Regions from separate parts of the Danio rerio genome. Here region 1 is linked to region 2. Evidence: chromatin contacts called from public HiChIP or PLAC-seq data. All regions are on one chromosome and are shown on one strand. Each heading gives the region's core, a stretch centred on a gene start, on an enhancer-like site or on the middle of the called end of the contact. The rest is flanking DNA. Distances are from core to core; before and after follow the strand shown. Region 1 holds the start of id2a (inhibitor of DNA binding 2a). Region 2 holds the start of eif2s1a (eukaryotic translation initiation factor 2, subunit 1 alpha a).

Evidence for each region. HiChIP or PLAC-seq counts read pairs in DNA pulled down with a chosen protein or histone mark.
Region 1: a contact with region 2 is called in an H3K4me3 HiChIP or PLAC-seq map of embryo, with 5 times the contacts expected there. The contact joins the promoter of id2a here to the promoter of eif2s1a in region 2. A contact is called at or near these places in 4 of 18 Hi-C or Micro-C datasets (caudal fin, embryo and hematopoietic stem cells) and 1 of 4 datasets of contacts at active chromatin or transcription factors (embryo).

The regions. Positions count from the first base shown.
Region 1 is chr17:36,531,023-36,533,722 of GRCz12tu, reverse strand. It overlaps id2a (inhibitor of DNA binding 2a), which reads right to left and starts at 1,420. Exons shown (of 3, transcript NM_201291.1): 1 at 997-1,420; 2 at 577-637; 3 at 1-269. The coding sequence starts at 1,353. The coding sequence ends at 581.
Region 2 is chr17:35,952,169-35,954,868 of GRCz12tu, reverse strand. It overlaps eif2s1a (eukaryotic translation initiation factor 2, subunit 1 alpha a), which reads right to left and starts at 1,443. Exons shown (of 7, transcript NM_199569.1): 1 at 1,286-1,443.

The DNA.
Region 1 (2,700 bases), core at 171-2,670, 580 kb before region 2:
TTCCTTGTGATCATTTACAGGTTTCCCTCCTATTTTCAGGGAATATAGTGCTTCTTCCTCTTGAAGAAAGTCTTTTTAGAAGATAAATAATCAATGTCCGAACTCATAACACATCACATGGATTGTCCTTTGAGAAGGAGGAAAAAAAGAAAGTCTCTTGATTCAATTACAGGAAAGAAAAGAAGAAAAAAAAACTCCAGACTGAGAACAGAAATCAGAGGAAAAGCCAGTTCCCAGGTCCTGTGTGTTCTTGTGTCTTAACCAAACACCTGCAAAAGATTGAGAAAGAGGCGCATTTAGAGAATGCAAACAGGGCAGAGATCCGGACAGCCTGGCGCCAGAGAGGAAGCCGCAGTTTGAACATTTAACCAAACACTCAGAGACTGAGCGAAAAAACCCTGGGCTCCAGATGTACACCAGTACACAACTTCTGCCTTCGCTTTTGCAAAGTCAACACACTTTCTGCAACTTCACACATGCACACTGCTCCTCAACTAAACCCTCTGCATCAAATACTTGTCATTTAATAGAAAAATTAAAAACACATAAAAACATTGTATTTTCAAGAAAACTTACCTGATTAACGGTAAAGTGTCCTGCTGTCCTCTGTGATCAAGTCTGATGGAAACTCAGGTGTCTAGAAAAACAAAACAGCCTTGTTATTAGAGGTCAATAAGCATGCAACACGATAGATAGATAGATAGATAGATAGATAGATAGATAGATAGATAGATAGATAGATAGATAGATAGATAGATAGATAGATAGATAGATAGATAGATAGATAGATAGATAGATAGATAGATAGATAGATAGATAGATAGATAGATAGATAGATAGATAGATAGATAGATAGATAGATAGATAGATAGATAGATAGATAGATAGATAGATAGATAGATAGATAGATAGATAGATAGATAGATAGATAGATAGATAGATAGATAGATAGATAGATAGATAGATAGATAGATAATTGAGTAGGCGGTGATTCACCTGTAGTGAGAGGATGCTGATGTCTGTGTTGAGTGTTGTCAGGGGTGTTCTGGATGTCCCCTGCCCCGCTCGCGGGTGATGCAGGCTGGTTATCGCCGAATTGGAGTCGAGCGCGATCTGCAGGTCCAGAATATAGTCGATGACATGCTGGAGGATTTCCATTTTGCTCACGTTTTTGTTCTGCGGGATGCTCGGCACCAGTTCCTTCAGTTTGGAGTAGCAGTCGTTCATGTTGTAGAGCAGGCTGAGAGGATCGTCCACGGGGGTCTTGCTCCGCGAGATTCCCAGACTGTGCTCCGTCGTCGTTACACTCGCGCTACTTTTCCGGAAGGACCTCACTGGGCTTATTGCCTTCATGTTGACAGCAGGATTTCGTTGAAAAGACTCGCCTTTTTGTGTTCGAGATTCCCTGTTCGCGCTGGGCTGTTGAAGCAAACGCAGTGGATTAGCGAGCTGTCATCGCTGTATATATACCCAGCTGGGTGGGTTTGTTCACTCGCTGGTTTGCGACGTGCTGATTGGTGGAGAAGGCCGAGTCACTCATCGCCTTCGCGTTACGCTATTGGCTGCTGGGCCGAGCGACAAAGATCCGCCCATTTCTTCCGCGTTCTTGACCAGTGAAAGCGCGTGTTTAGGGTGGCGCTGACTGCCTTCAGCTTCCACGGATAATTTCTCAAATCAGTGTACCTGTTTCCGATCAGGAGAATTAGTGAGTTGCAAGTATAAGGTTGTTTTCACGCATTTGTTTGTAGTGTAATTGTCATAACGTGCCAAAACGTTAGCTTTAGGATTATTTATATTGAATTTCCAGAACACTCAACATACAATATGCTACATACTAAGTATGTAAAACGAAAACGGATTGTTGCATTTATGTATTAGCAATATTATGCAGCGTATGATTCATACAATCTGCGGTTAACATTAAACCAACCGAACATAATGTATTCGACATGTTTCAGTTCAAATAGTCTTGTATTTCCTCGTGTAAACTCTGTGTTAAAGATTTCAACTTTTACCTTCAGGTCAGTGGCATTATTTTGGCAAAGTGCCATGATTTTAGATAAAGATGCCCAGCGGTTTTTACACCAAGTCACTTGACCTTATAGTTCCAGCGATTCTGTATTTTGTCTTTAATATATTCTATATTTATTCATTAATTTAGAACACAGAAAACATGTCAAATTAAGATGAGTGGCGTTTCTTTATTGCGTTTACGATGCAAATCAAAATGATGCACCAGCAGTTGAAGTTTGTGCTTTCTGTCGTTGATAGCGTGCCCTTAATGTTTATGTTTGTTTACACACATCATGACTGTGGGGGAACATGAGAGCAGTCTTTATGGCCTGTGATGAGGATCGTTTTGAGATGTAATAGTGATGACGAGTTCCCCCTGCTCTCTAGTGCAGGCATGCTTGCAGCATATTGATAGTCATGAAAATACTTGACTGAGAAAACAATTCTGTCCTAAAACTGCTGCTGAAGTGAAAACGCATTCTTAAGACCGTGAAGAATATGTCACCCTGCTACAGATTATATTTCCATGTTTTAGAAACCCACAGTGAGTTCAGAAAGCGATAGTGGTGACAAAAACGCTCTTTGTTTACACATGCTAAGTAACAATGGAGACGGAGAGATTTCCTGGTTGCTTGTGCATATCCGACTAAACAGATGTTTGCGGAGATGCGTCGGAATGCAGTCGTG
Region 2 (2,700 bases), core at 194-2,693:
AGGGTTGGGTTTAGGGTAGGGGGAGGTGTAGGCGACTGTCCATTATGTGGCGGACCTGGTACAGTACATCATTAAGCTGCAGGCTGCAGCAAGGACTCAAAAATGCTCTGAGAAAGGACTTTGAGGATGCAATTGAGTCTCTGGACCTGCCGCTTCACCCTACTTGAAACATCGGTGCAGGAGTTGAGGCAAGTTGGAGCTAAAAATTGCAGGACACAAGCCCTACAGGGCAGAATTTGGACACACTCAGAGGTACAGTAAAGAAAGCTTCTAAAAACAAGGTGAGACACTCAAGGTAAAAACTGTTATTTTCAGGACAATTTTGTTTAGTTTATTGGTAAGAGAACATTAAAATTCATGTTTAATAGTTAGTCATGCCACTCTTCATAAATTTTTTTCTGTGGATTTGAATTATTGTACATATGTAACAATATGTCTTATCAAAAAGAGTTATAAATCTTTACTTCAGCAGCACTTGCACACACAAACTTCAGTGGTTTTCTTAAAGATTTAACAGATTTTATCCCATATCATTTGTCTCATTATTATTAAATGTTTATTCTACTAAATGTTGTGAAAATTTTATTTTTATTTTTTTGTTTTTAAATCTTGTGCAAATACATTTCTATGACTGCAGTATTTTCTGAATCACTGAGTGACAGATACCCAAAATCCCCTCTCTGAAAATATGAAGAGTTTAGATGCACACACCACTAAAAGCAACTTGGTATTTTCTTCTAAAATGAGAATTTTAGTTTTATTTTAATTAACATTTATAGTGACGAATAAGTTATTTTCATTGCCTTTCAAGTGAAATAATTGAACATAAACAGGAAGCTGAGAAAAATGCTCTTTGTAGGAGAACATTTCAGATGGCATTTAGAGGTTTTTGCAACTGAATTCTTCATGTTACCGTCAAAACATTAAACAATTTTGAACCTGACTTGATATATCTTAAGATATAAATATAAATATATATATATATATATATATATATATATATATATATATATATATATATATATATATATATATATAGTGGCAGTTTAATTAAATAACGCATTATTTGATATGTTCAATTCTTGATGTAATCAATCAACTATTTTAAAAAAATTTAGTTTTTTACCGAATTCATCTGTAGTTTCTTGCCTTACTATGAAAAAACCTGGGCAAAATGCTAAGGCATAACCATTTAGCAAATGTAAACAATAAATGAATGCTAAATTGATTGAGAAAAATTCACCACAAATCGCACCTTCAACCCATGTACACCTCTTTTACTCACCGATATGCAGGACAAATGTGCTAGTACTGTCGTTCAACAATTGTCCTTAACTTGATAATTAAAAACCACAAGCGCATCTGTGGAAAATAAAAGTAACCGGGGAAAACTTGGCGTTGTCTCTGATGTCTATTTCCTCAGCATGTTGAACATCAGCCGGAAAAGGAAGTCTTTTTTTGTTCGTGCTTTGTTGAGATTATGGTTCAGATGCTTTCCTGCGCCATCTAGTGACTCGGAGTGCACCTGCAAATGAAAACACAAATCTGGAGTGGCTGTGGATTAATTCAACACGCCGGTATCCTTACTTGTGTAAGGATTTCATTTCTGGTGAACTTTTTGCCACTCAGATGTTTTTAACAATAAAGAGCTAGATGATATTTCTGAGTTATATAACTGGTGAATACCACATTTACAAATCAACATATCCTGAAAAATTCCACAACAGAATAATGCTTAATAATAATAGTAATCACAATAATAATGTAACCTTTCTGTGCGTTTAAAGTTTGTATTTGTTGTTGTTAATTGTATACCTTAATAAATAAATAAATAAATAAATAAATAATAGGCGACATGGTGGCTTAGTGATTGGCATGGATCTGGCTGGATCTGTCCAAAGACATGTTGTTAAGGTGAAGTGTGTATGGATGTTTCCCAGTACTAATGTAATCATTCTGTATGTTTTAAGTTTGTAATTACTGTTGATATTAATAGATTAATTAATATTAATAATGTAATTCTTCAGTGTGTTTTAAGTTTGTAATCCTTGTTGTTACATCTTACTATATTAACCCCTTCAGACCCTGCATCTATTACAATGGACATCACACAACATCCCATTTTTTCTGAAATTTGGAACATAATTCAGGTCTGAAGGGGTTATTAATATTACTAATAATTTAATCCTGTTTTAAGTTTGTAATTATTGTTTATTTATATTGATAAACGAATTAATAATAATAATAATAATAATAATAATAATAATAATGCTATAATACTGTATTACTGTAGTAATACCTTTCACGTTTTAGGTTTGTAATTGTAGTTGTTAATATATATGAATGAATTATTTATAATAATAATATTAATAATAATAATTATTATAATGATAATAGTAATAATACTGTAATCGTCCTGTGATTTAAGGGTATAATTGTTATTGTTATTAAATCTTAATAAATAAATGGTTATTAATATGATTAATAATAATAATAATAATAATACTGTAATCCTTCTGTTTCAAGTTTGTAATTGTTGGTTATTATATCTTAATAAATAATTATTAATAACAATTATAGCAATAATACCGTAATCCTTCCATGTTGCTTTTGTTAATGTATATTAATAAGTAAATGATTAATAATAATATAATATCAACAATAATATTAATAATAATAGTAATAATGCTGTAATCCTTC